Linked DNA regions of Sus scrofa: all the other regions are linked to region 1. Evidence: chromatin contacts called from public Hi-C and promoter capture Hi-C data. All regions are on one chromosome and are shown on one strand. The core of a region is the stretch at or near the end of the contact, and the rest is flanking DNA. Distances in the headings are between cores, read along the strand shown.

The links. Promoter capture Hi-C pulls out the DNA fragments that hold promoters and counts their contacts. Hi-C and Micro-C count contacts between places; a contact is called where the count stands out from the background.
Region 2: a contact with region 1 is called in a promoter capture Hi-C map of liver, with 3 times the contacts expected there. The contact joins the promoter of DPH1 here to the promoter of SMG6 in region 1. A contact is called at or near these places in 2 of 5 promoter capture datasets (fetal skeletal muscle and liver) and 2 of 2 datasets of contacts at active chromatin or transcription factors (alveolar macrophages and skeletal muscle).
Region 3: a contact with region 1 is called in a Hi-C map of embryonic fibroblasts, with 3 times the contacts expected there. The contact joins the promoter of HIC1 here to the promoter of SMG6 in region 1. A contact is called at or near these places in 2 of 5 promoter capture datasets (fetal skeletal muscle and liver), 3 of 47 Hi-C or Micro-C datasets (embryonic fibroblasts, mesenteric adipose tissue and subcutaneous adipose tissue) and 2 of 2 datasets of contacts at active chromatin or transcription factors (alveolar macrophages and skeletal muscle).

The regions. Positions count from the first base shown.
Region 1 is chr12:48,385,136-48,389,281 of Sscrofa11.1, reverse strand. SMG6 (telomerase-binding protein EST1A) reads left to right here and starts at 2,286. Exons shown (of 19, transcript XM_021067586.1): 1 at 2,286-2,609. The coding sequence starts at 2,522. SRR (serine racemase) reads right to left here and starts at 2,367. Exons shown (of 9, transcript XM_021067611.1): 1 at 2,217-2,367.
Region 2 is chr12:48,144,459-48,148,604 of Sscrofa11.1, reverse strand. DPH1 (2-(3-amino-3-carboxypropyl)histidine synthase subunit 1) reads right to left here and starts at 2,241. Exons shown (of 13, transcript XM_021067606.1): 1 at 2,110-2,241. The coding sequence starts at 2,173. RTN4RL1 (reticulon-4 receptor-like 1) reads left to right here and starts at 2,296. Exons shown (of 2, transcript XM_021067605.1): 1 at 2,296-2,757.
Region 3 is chr12:48,166,160-48,170,305 of Sscrofa11.1, reverse strand. HIC1 (hypermethylated in cancer 1 protein) reads right to left here and starts at 2,445. Exons shown (of 2, transcript XM_005669112.3): 1 at 2,289-2,445; 2 at 1-835. The coding sequence starts at 815.

The sequences.
Region 1 (4,146 bases), core at 1,037-3,536:
GTATATTGGCACATATTTTAATTCTTTAAACTCAGCCTTCATTGTGGTACAGGTCTAAATATGGTTGTCTTTTATTTTGACTTGGTATTTCATGAACCCTTTAAAACTGAGGGTTGAATTTAAGTCTTAAATTCAAATATTCTATCAATTTAGTACTTTTTTTTCTTCAATTTAGGACTGCACCAATGGCAAATGAAGTTCCCAGGCTAGGGGTTGAACTGGAGCTGCAGTTACCAGTTTACACCACAGCCACAGAAACTCAGGATACAAGCTGTGTCTGTGACCTACACCACAGCTCACAGCAATGCCGGATCCTTAACCTACTGATCGAGGTCAGGAATTGAACCTGCATCCTCATGGATACTAGTCGGACGCCTAACCGGCTGAGCCACTATGGGAACTCCTGAAAAATTTTTTCTATTATTTCATTCTTTTTTTTTTTTTTTTTTTCCTTTGCTTTTTAGGGCTGAACTTTCAGCATATGGAGCCTCCCAGACTAGGGGCTGAATTGGAGCTGCAACTGCCGGCCTTCACCACAGCAATGCAGGACTGGAACCGCGTCTGCGACATACACCACAGCTCATGGCAACACCGGATCCTTAACCCACTGAGCAAGGCCAGGGATCGAACCTGCATTCTCATGGATACTAGTCAGATTTGTTTCCACTGAGCTACAACGGGACCTCCTTTATGTATTATTTCCTTTGTTTTTTTGGCCATGCCCATGGCATGTGAAAGTTCCCAGGCCAGGGACTGAACCCATGCCACAGCAGTGACCCAAGCCATTGCAGTGACAACATGGGTCCTTAATCTGCTGCACCACAAGGGAACTCCATTCTATTATTTCTTTGATTATTTTACCTCCTTAGTTCTGTTATCACCTCCGGAACTCATATTTGATTTAGTTTTCTGGATCCATTCTTCCTATCTCCTATCTTTATCTCTCATAGCCTTTTTTTTTTTTTTTGTCTTTTGTCTTTTGAGGGCCACGCAGGATCTGAACCACGTTTACAACCTACACCACAGCTCATGGCAATGCCAGATCCTTAACCCACTGAGCAAGGCCAGGGATGGAACCTATGTCCTCATGGATACTAGTCAGGTTCGTTAACCACTGAGCCATGACGGGAACGCCTCTGGTAAATTTTCTTGAGTTGGCCTAACTTCTGGGAAATTCCATTTGCAGTTCACTGACACTACTGCATTAATCTGGCAAGTGTGTTTTTCCTATGAAAGTTTTGTTCAGATTATTTTTCCTTCTTTAGAGAAAAACTGATGCAATGTCTTTTCCAATTTCACCATGAAAACGAATTAGGTTTGAGCATTTTTTTCTCATTTCTCTTGTATCTGTTTTAATGATTGTCATTTGCTCTGACCATTCAAGTCACTCCCTTCTTTTGAAATCTAATGACTTTCTCCAACTGTGTAATTTTGTGGAGGTGAAGCATCTGCCACGGCTTAGGAACTGAATGAGTTGTCAGAGATTGTTTAAATCTTTTAGGCCAAGTCTAAGGAATAACTGGTAACTTCTTTGCTAGTGTAGAGGGGACTGTGTGGGATAGGGAAGGAACAAGAGGTACAGAAACACCTTGCAGGAGAAGAGAGTTTCACCACAGTTCTGAACAGGAGCTCATGAACAAACAGGTAAAGTATAAGTCTTCACATCCGGTTACATTTTAAAGAGGGGGAAAAAAATCAATCTGAGATCTGGGAAAGTCAAGGAGAATTTTCAAGAACCCATAGTGATATAGAAATTTCTAAATCGACTCATAACACCTCCTGATTTATTTCCACACAACCCTTCCCTCAGCAAGAGCCAGCTATACTGTATTAAAAAAAAAAAAAATCAGGAAGCTTGGAATGCAGACTTCCATAACGGAAAAGACTGAACCTCTGGTGGTTATCGATTGTGTCATCCTGGGCAATTTGCCACCGTTCTCTGCGATTCGGTTTCCTCGTCTTTATTAATAAAATGGACATAATACTAACTGCCCTATGAGATCTTCAAGGTCCCCACGTAAAAGCCTGGGGCACTAGTCAGGGCCTGCGGAGGGAGACCCTGGCCTAAGGCGCCTGGAAAAGGCAGAAAGGAGTGACTCCGTCAACCCGAGCCCCAGACCAGCACCCGCATCCTCGAAAGCCACCACGGCAGCAAAAGCAACCATCGCCGCGAACGCCCGCCTCACCTCGCCTGGCTCGGCTCAGCCCGACCTCACCTCAACTCCCGGGCGCTGCGCCTCCAAATCGCCTCAGCGCACCTTCCCCGGCCACACCTCTGCGCACGCGCGGCGCCTGCCTGCCCAGCCCCGGCTCGCCGCCTGGCTCTCCCCCGCTGGAGCGACCGAACGTGCGACCGCCGCTTTTTCCTCCCTGTGCGGCCACCGTCGTTTGGGGAGGAGAGCGGGAGGGGGCGGGGAAAAGGGTGGGAGGTGGGTGAGCGCGCGCGCCGCCCGTCCGTCGTGGTTTCCTGGCTGCGCGCGGCGCTGGTGGAGTAGCTGCAGCTGTAGCAGCCCCCGCGAAGATGGCGGAGGGGTTGGAGCGTGTCCGGATCTCCGCGTCGGAGCTGCGAGGGATCCTGGCTACTCTGGCTCCGCAGGCCGGGAGCAGAGGTGAGTCGCACCGCCCAGCTCCTGGGCCGGGCCTGCCCGCCCCGCCTCCCTCTCCTCCTCCCCGCTCAGTTCGCGGTGCTCCGGAGCCCCCGCCCCTTCCCCCAACAGTGGGGGCGGGGGCCGAGGGCGGTCCCTCCCCGCTCTACCTGCCGGAGAGCCGGTGTGGGGTCGGGCTCTGCCAGCTTCGGCCCCTCCGGGAGAGCCCAGCCCGAATTTCTGCCTCCGCCCCTTTCTCTCGGCGAAGGTGACTGTTCTCCGTTGCCCCAGCCCTCTCACAGCAGCCCGCGGATTCGCAGCCGTCAGGGGACGCGGAAAGGAGTGGGGCCGGGGTCTGGTGGCGGCCCTCGGGGGACTATGGTTCCCCGAGGAATCTTCCCCAGGCCTGCCCTTTAGCGTTGGAGAGAAGGAGCTGGCGACGTCGAGGAGAAAGGTTTAACAGCTTGGGACTTCCTTGCTGAACTTTTTCCCCTCAAGGCAGGCGTCTGAAGGCTGCGGCACGGGAGGGGTCCAGCACCTCAGAGAGCTGACTCTACGCTGGTGTGGCCTTGGCATGTGTGGGGGCAAAGAGAATGTTCAGCGTGCAAGTTAGACGTCTGCATCAACACCACGAAAGCTCCAAGGAAGATATTAGTGTCTCATCTCTCCTTGGTTCGGTAGTGGAGTTAGTAGCCTGGTAGATATGCTTCTGCCGGCTTGTGGCAGAAGTCTGTGAAATTGGTTTTCATTGGTCATCTGAATTGGATTATTCAGGTTGTTTTCTCCCTCAGCTCTGGAAAGACGTAGTGGCTCTTCTCCCCAGTCTCCCCCTTCCCTTAAGTTATTACTAAGGCTGCTGAGCATGAGCTATTCTGGACTTAGACTGCTTTACCTTTATTATTCATACTGGATGAAGCAGTCCTTTGAACTTATGCAAATACTGAAGCAGTATCTTAAATTTCAGAGTTTTGGATTTTTTTTCTGTTCCAGATGTGTTACCCTCATGGGCGTAAATGCTGGAGCATGTGATCCCTTTATGAACTTGTTTGCACTGGTGTTTATAGAACAATACTAGGTTTTTCTATAACATTCCATTTTGAGTCCGCTGTAATCTCGCTAATTCCGGTTAAGTTCCCCACCCAACAGTTTAGTGGCTATTTCTTGTAGACTGTCCCCTCAACAGAGAAAGGTAACAGATACAAAAAGTAGATACTTGCTTATCTGGCATTCTGTAAGTTCCTGGAGCCTGGAGAGTGGTGTCTAAAGTCCTGTACTCTTATTCTTGAATGCCCCCAGTCCTTGGTATTTTGAGAGCATGTCACAATACTTCCATCATTCTCCAGGGAAAACTCCCTTATGGAATTTTTTTCCTTCTCATATTCCATCATCATAGTAGCAGTTAATCTCAGTATTCTAATGATGATAGTCTGAACAGTGTTTTCTTGGAATGACCTTGCTGGCTGTAGTTAGAGAGTTGGTGAGCATGAGTGGAGTTGAAGAATGTGAAAAGAACTGCTTCCTGTTTGTTTCTACAGGAGGTATGGGAGTGGGTATTAGAAAT
Region 2 (4,146 bases), core at 992-3,491, 240 kb after region 1:
AAAAAGGAAAAAAAAAAGGCTGCCTTCCTGACTTGAGTCCAATTGACCATGTCTACACTGCTTAATTCCCTCTCATTTATTTATTTATTTGCTTTCTAATATATTTATTAACTATTTAGGACTTCCCATTGTGGCTCAGTGGTTAACGAATCTGACTAAGAACCAGGAGGTTGCGAGTTCGATCCCTGGCCTTGCTCAGTGGGTTAAGGATCCGGTGTTGCTGTGAGCTGTGGTGTAGGTTGCAGACGCGGCTCGGATCCCAAATTGCTGTGGCTGTGGCGTAGGTTGGCGGCTACAGCTCCAATTGGACCACTAGCCTGGGAACCTCTGTATGGCATGGGTGCATGCCTGTCTTTCCAACTTCAGGATGAAATCTCAGTGGGAAAGAAGGCCTGACCAGTCCCTTTGACATCGGGGATCTGGGCCTTAAACTTGGATGGTGATGCAACAGCTCAGTCAGTCAGACAAAAAGACAAAAAAAAACTTTTTATACTTCCACTTTTTTTTTACAATTTTTTTTTCTACTGTACAGCATGGTGACCCAGTTACATGTACACATACATGTACACATTCTATTTTCTCACATTCTCATGCTCCATCCTAAGTGACTAGACATAGTTCCCTCTCATTTAAAAGGGAAGTAAACACTATACAATTAACTGACATAAGTCCCCAAGTCCCAAGGTTCTACTCCACCTCCCACCCCAGTAAAGATGGAGAGAATATACGCTAGTCAGAACTATGGGCAAACAGGAAAGGACAGCCCATTAGTGGCTAGTAGTCTAGTGGGAACAAATGCAGGTACCCAAACAATGACAATCCGTTGATTAAAGAAAAAAACACTGTAGACCTTTAGCAAGGCTGCAGCCCTCAATCAGCATCCTACTACCCATAATTCAGTTTAGCCCAATCCCCAGTTCTCTCTTTAGGCACCAGACAGCTCTAGAATGTGACAAGGCGAGAAATGAATTTATTCAGCGAATTATTATTATTATTATTATTATTTATTTATTTATTTTGTCTTTTTGCCTTTTCTAGGGCCGCAACCGCGGCATATAGAGGTTCCCAGGCTAGAGGTCTAATCGGAACTACAGCCGCCGTCCTACGCCACAGCCACAGCAACGCGGGCTCCAAGCCCTGTCTTCGAACTACACCACAGCTCACGGCAACGCCGGATCCTTAACCCACTGAACAAGGGCAGGGCTCGAACCCGCAACCTCATGGTTCCTAGTCGGATTCGTTAACCACTGCACCACGACGGAACTCCTCAGCGAATTATTTATTGAGCCTGCACTATATGCCTAAACTTCTGCCAGGGATTCTGCCAGACCTGACACTTCAGCCCGGGGCTGGGGTGGGTGGGTGCAAGGGTGGTGGTAGTGATGGTTCAGTGGAGAACTAGAATGGCAGGCTAGAACTCTAAGTCCAGATTTAAAGGTTACCACTGCTATGATTTTTGTTCAGTTGTCTCAAAGGGCCGGTGTCTCTACTCCTGCCCCTCACAGAAGCTCCTCTGACAGGCTCAAGTCCCTTGTGTTGCTGGGGTGTGGGAGCTGCTAATTCTAGCAGCTCAATTCGTCCCAAGGGCCAGTAGGCGCCTCCTCCTTTATCACTTGGCTGTAACCTTCTGCTTACGTTAGTATTCTTCCGTAGACTGCGAGAGATCCCTGAGGGTAGGGCTGCAGTCAAGTCCATACACCTAGCACAGGCCAGCTGCAAGGGTCGGGTGAATGAAACCTTGCGCCTCTTCCCTGAAGCATTCTCCGAGGGCACGCTAGGGGAATGCCTGGCTCCCTCCCTCCCTGTCAGGTCCGTCCTATCCGTGAGTCTACAAGCGTCTGTCTGCCCGCCAAGGCAGGGAGGCAGCGTTTACGGCTTGAGGACTACGAGCTCCTAGGAGGGGCTGCTCCTGACCATGCCTTACGGCTACAAAAGAAGGGCCGGTCCCCCTGGGCTCCAGCGACAGCAGCCCGAAGGAAGTGACCGCGAGGCCTTCTGAGTCTGGCGCAGAAAGGCGCCGCTGCCGTTAAAGGGGGCTGGTCCTGTCCCTGACTTGGGGACCCTATGCCAAGATGCGAGGTCCAGAGGCCGCACCCGTGTAGTACCCACCTCTGCCCGGGCCGTTTCGGCCGCGGGGCTCTGTGGCCTCGGCCGCAACTAGCGCCGCCATCATCACCTGGCCCACGTTGGGACCAGAAAGACAGCACTAGAAGAACGCTGAGAGCGCAGACAAGCGCGATCGATCGCCGATCGGCCAGCGACGGGCGGGGATTTGGGAGGCGGGGACCGTGAAGGAGAAAGATAGGGGCGTGGCTAGAGTGGGCCCCTGCCTCAGCTCCGAAGGTCGTGACTCTCCGGAGCCCCTAGTGGTCCCCGACCACCGCTGTTGCGTGCTCTCGGCGACTCTGTCCCACCTCCCCTTCCTTCCCGGCAGCCCGAAACTGGCTCTCCCGGAATGGTGCCCCTCTATTTGCCAACTTTTTGGCCCAGTTCTGCGGACAGAGTCTTGTGAATGGGGATACCACCAGGTCTTCCTTCAGCTCTCCTCCGTGTCTCCTCGGTTATGGGCCCTGGTGGCGGTGGGTAGGGGCGCATTCCCAGCCTCTGAGGACCCCACTGACTGGACAGGACAGAACTCACCGGCCACCGGGCCAGTTCCAAGTTGAAGCTTGGTGCCGATTTCCGGAGCGCCGGGGTGCTCCTTACACCTTAGAACCCACAGAGTGAAAGGTTCACGTGTGAAAAACTGCTACCAGGGTAAGACCCCCCGCCCCGGCCTGAGGGTGCTTTCCCGGGAGGGTTCAGAAGTCCAAGGTCTCAACTGCCTAAACCTTCCAGATTCTGGCCAGTGTTTGCCCTGCCTAGGCTGCCTCTCAGGCCTTGGTAGCCTTTCTCCTGATCAGGGGCCTGAGCTCCTGGGATCCCAAAGAGAAGTCAGAACAGCCAGCGAGACAGACTTGGCCTTTGGAGGAGCAGGGTACCTGCAGGACTGGCTTGCAGCAAGGTCTGCCCCCTAGAGCAAGGTTCCCCCAGGGCTGTTTGCCCACCCAGCCCTCTGGCACACCATCTTTTTCTCTGCTCTGTGTGAGCACATCTGGCCCTTTAAGGCAGCTCTCTGGCCTCAGGCTCCCCTGGAGGCCCTCCCTGCTTGGAAACTCCTAATTAAGGTGCAGGGAGAAGTGAAAAACAAGCAGCCAGGGACAGGCCCTGCCTGGGAGGCTGCCCAGAGAGGAGGGCTGGCTGAGCAGGCTGGGAATGAGCAGCCAAGGGGAGGACCAGAAGGGGTCAGTGCTCTGCCTCTCAGACCACCAACTGATGCTCTTAGGACAATCACAGCTTTGGACAGGAATGTAGCCAACATGGGTCCAAGGAACACCCTGTCACCTTGACAAGAGTCCAGCCTGGACTTTCCCATTTCCTCCAGGTTCTCTGGACCAGGGTGCAGGATCTCAATTCCAGGAACAATCTGAGTCGAGTCTCTCCCCATTCAGGACCCTAAGGCCCAGCCTGTGGACAGTTGTCGCTCTGGCTGCAGCTGTGTGTTCCAAGAGGGAAAGATTGGCTCCAGCAGAGTAGCGGCTTCTCCTTAGCAGGCCCCGAACCCCTTAGGGCCTTTCCCTAGGCAGAGGTGGAGCCTGTTAATGATAGAAGGCCCCCATCCTCATAACATTGCCCCACAGCCTCTGTTCTGAATGAGTTGCCCTGACCCCCATTAGGAAATAAGCATGTGCCCTCAAGACCTTGCAGTGCAGGACATGGGGGTTGCCAAGAACACCTCCATCTGTCTGTGGGGGTCTCCCTGCCGGAGTTACTCAGCAGTCTGAGTAATTACTGCCTGACAAGAAGGCGAGCACAGTGCACCCCCACATTACACTACAACACCCGCCTCCAGTCACCCCCACCCCCTGGCTGGACTCCAAAACAGCACCCAGCCCTCCTGAGGCCTGAAATAACTCTGCTTCTCGCACTCACGCCCAGCCCCATCCAACTTTGCCTAAGATAGTGGAGACTGTGGGGCAGGGGGTCATGGGGAGGCGGCTTGAGGAGGTGGAAGGAGGATTAACATACCCTGATTCGGGCCCACACTTTGCACTGATCTGCTGTGTGACATTGGGCAAGGTGTTCAACCTCCCTGGCATGGGTTTA
Region 3 (4,146 bases), core at 1,196-3,695, 220 kb after region 1:
GGCGGCAGCGGTGGAAGGGCGAGCGGCGGCTCCTTGTAGGCTGCGGGGCCGGCGCTGGGAGGGCTGTCTGGGCGCGGGGGCAGTTCGCGCTCGCCCGGCGGCCGCTCGGGGGGCGCGGAGCCCGGCGGGCTTTTCTTGGACAGGTCCAGGCCACAGAGCGGGGAGCAGCGGCGCTCGGGGGCGCACAGCGCGGCGGCCGGGCCGGGGCCCGAGGCGTACAGCTCGGCGCAGTGCGTGTTCACCGCGGCCTCGGGGCCCGACGGCGGCTCGGCGGTGGGCGGCGGCGGAGGCCCGGCCGGGGACGAGTAGCAGGTCTGGATGACGGGCGTGGCGGCCCGCAGGCCCCGGCCCGGCCTCCCGTAGGGCGCGTAGCCGCCGCCGCCGCCGCCGCCGCCCCGCAGGTGGCAGTACTTGCCGTGGCGCTTGAGGCGCTTCTTGCACAGCGCCACGAGGTCGGGGATTTGCAGGTAGCTGGCGGCGGCCAGCACGGCGCCCAGGCTCGGCTCGGCCCCCGGAGCCACCGCCGCCGCCGCCGCGGCCTCTGCGCCGTCAGCCAGACGGCCGGTGTAGATGAAGTCCAGCACCAGGCGGAACACGGCCGGGCTCACCATGTCATGATCCAGGTTGAGCAGGTTGTCATGCACCACCAGGGACTTGAGGTAGGCGCTGCTGGCCGCCAGCACATTCTTGTGCGCGCGGAAGAGGGCGTTCTGCACCACGATGATCACGTCGCACAAGAAGCCCTTGGTGCGCTGGTTGTTGAGCTGCAGCAGCAGCTGCCTCGAGTGGCCGGGAGCCTCCATCGTGTCCAGCATCGTCTGCCCAGCACAATCTCCTGCAGGGACACACACCGGCCGGGTCAGAGCCGCAGCCAGCCCTCGCCGCCTGCACCCAGCCCGGCGCTTCTCCCCTCCACTTCCCCTTCCCCTCAGCTGGGCAGGGGCATCGAGCACCGCGGCCTGGGCGCTGGCGGAGGATCCGCGGCCTCTGGGAGTGGGAGCCTGGGCCGGCCGGCCCGGACCAGGAGAAGGAGTCGAGACTGGCTGGTGGAGAAGAGGCCAGGCTGGCCTGCGCCCCCGGGCCCGGATGCCGCCAGGCGCACGGCCTGGGTTCTGGGGGCTTCTGAGGAGAAAGCTGTTGGTGCGAAGTCACCCTTTGGGAAACAGTTACCCGATTTGAGGAAAATGTCCGCTTCAGGAAAAGTCATTCAAGGCCGAGAAGTTTGCCCAAGTGGGATATAAGGGAGCCGCGTAAAAAAGCGCCTCCCGCCTCGGGAGAAGTTGCCCCAGTTGGGGAAGTGGTCCGTAGGAGGGGAGCGCGGTGCCCGTCGTGGCGCCGCCCTGGCCGGGGGCTGTCAGGCCCTCTCCGTTGGGCCCCGGGCGGCGGCCGGCGCGCGGGGAGCGGAGGCAGCGGCTGCCGTGGCGGGCAGAGCACGAAGGCCGGCCCGGCGCGGGGAGGGCGTTATATCGGGGCAGGAGGCTGAGGCAGGAAGCAGGTGGGGGGAGGGGGGAGCCACGCAGCTCCCAGGGGAGGGAGGGGGCAGCGCCCCGGGCGGGCACGGCGCACAGCCGGCTGCGGCCCTGACCCTGGCTGCGCCCCACCCGCGTCCCGGCCCTGGCCTCGGCCTCCTCTCTGCATTCGCCGGCCCGGCGCCTCCCTCCGCAGCTCCCCTCGGCCCCTTCTCCACGGGAACTCCGCCGCCCCAAACTTGGGGAAAAGTTTCCCAACTTCGGGCTGGCCGGGAGGAGCGCGCCAGGCCCCGTGCCTCGGTCGCAGCTTTTCCTCTCGGCCCCCAATTTCGGCAGAGCCAGGCGCTGCCGGGCCTGAACCGAGCCCAGAACTCCCCGGCCGTCCGCTGCCCGCCCGACCCTTCTCCCCGCCTGGCCCGCAGGGCCTCGCGGCCCGTTACCTGAGGCCGCAGCCCAGCCGGGCTTCCCTCCCGGCGGCGGTGGCAGCTCCTTGCCGGCGCCCCACCCGCCCCGCTGCCAGGCGCCGCGCTGTGCCAGGGCAGCGCCCCTGCCAGCCCCGCCCGCCAGCTCCCCTTCCCTTCCCCTCGCCTCTGCAACCCATGTGCGGGCAGAGCCGGGCCCGGGCCGCTGACCCCGCCATGAACCCGGCGCAGAGTAGCGTCCCGGCGGTCCTGAGTTCTCTAGGAGCGACACCCGGAGCCCTGAACGCCAGCCGCGTTGGGGCGCCCGCGCCGGAGGATGCGCCCGAGGCGGCCAGCGCGCGAGGACCGGGCGTGTCCGGGTCCCCTGTCCCTCCCGGTCCCCAGCCCGAGGACCCACCTGGGGGGCATGTCGGAAGCCCCGGGCCCGGCTGCCGGCGGATCCAGGGGGGACGTGGCTGCGCTGCGCTGCCCTCCGCCCTCCGGGCCCCCGGTCGGTCTGTCCTGCTGGTCCGTCCTCCCCGCGTCCTGGTCGCGTCTCAGCCCCGCTGCTCTTTCCGCACACTCTTATCTGGAGCGGCCCGGGCCGGCAGGCGCCGCTGCAGCTATGGCGCCACCTCGCGGCGAGACTTGGCGCGGCACAGCCGCGACCTCCCTCCTGCGCACCTGGGCTGGAGGATCGCAGATGCAGGGCTGGCGGAGGCGGGGGCGGGGGGGGCTGTTCGCAGGTTCAGCCTCCCAGATGTGCCCATCTGGAGACCCAAGCCTCGGACCTGCGAGCCCCACAAGCCTCGGGATTTTGAGCTGAATGATCCCATGTACATATTTCTAAATTCTCAAATTGCCCCAATTCAGAGAAGTCTTGCCCACAAGGAGGAGACTCTGGTGAAAGTAGATGGTGTAAGAGAGGTTCCGAAAATCCTAAGGAAGAAAAAGATAGACAAGATAGTAGGGTACCCCCTAGATATTCCTGGGTGGGACTGTCCGTTTGTACCCACCCACCCCCTCAACACACCCTCCCTCACTCAACCCTGTGGGTATGGTATGCACAGAATAAACCCATCTGCACCCAGATCCTCTCTAGGCATTGACACTCGAAGGCGCTCATGTTTGCATACACACCTGCCCCCTTACGAAGTCCCGGCTTTCTGGCATACTCAGGGGGCTGCCATGTAGAGCCCTCTGTGACCTGGGCAGAAGTGGTACCCAAACAGTGCACGCTGAACTTGCATATCTCTGGAGGGACCCCAGGATGTGTGACAGGGGAACGGCTGGACAGAGCCTCTTGGGTGGTCCCGCAGAAGAGACCTAAGCTCCCAGATACCCTGTGCGAGCCATTTTTGAGGTACGCGCAACGGTCTTACAGCAGGGCCTGGAGCCCAGGATCCCCCGCAGGGTCCTGCACCCCCAAGTGAAGGCCCATTTCCTGCAGGTGACGCCCCTTCTAGGAGGGAGGGGACCCCTGCACTGGTGAGCGGGCAGTGGCACAGCTACTCCGGAAGTGTACCGCGCCGCCCCGCCATCACGCCAGGCCTGAAGCCAACGCCTGCGTGGCTGAGTGGATCTCCTCAACCCACGCTCCGCCTCCTCCCCGCACCTCCTGACCCCCGCCCACACGTGGAGGGTGGGAGTGGGTTCCGAGAAAGCCTGCAGCTTTTGATTGGCTGTGCCTCCCTCAGCCGCGGCGCACGAGAAGATGGGGCGCAGAGTTACCATAGTAACCGATGAGGTTCGCCCAGATCGCGTCTCTCCGAGGCCTTGGAGAGCTTAGCAACCGTGCAGGACCGCTGGGCGGTGGGGACGGCGCTCGCCGCACCCCCGCGCTGCCCTCCGCCCCCACGCCCCCGCCAGAGGTAGTGGCTGAGTCATTCATTGAAGAGCCGCCCGCGCGGTCGCTCGCAGTCCCAGACAGACACCAAGGTCTCGGGCGCCCCCCAGAGGCTCCCTTTCCTATACAGGCAACTACATGGCCTTGGGACCAGGCGGCGGCTCCTGGTCCCCAAAGGTTATTTTGACCCCCACTGCTTCCTGAGTCTGCCCTCACCCTGTTTCCACTCCTTGTTCTGGGTCTATCTTATCCCAGTCCTCTGCTCCGACTCCCCCACAACCCTGCTCCGGGGTCCTAAGGAAGTATGAGTTTCCAGGAATGAAAATGGGCTCCGGAGCTGTCAGCTTCTACGGGAGATGGACCTCGACATCTCTCTCTTTTTTTTTTTTGTCTTTTTAGGGCCCCACCCGCGGCATACGGAGCTTCCCAG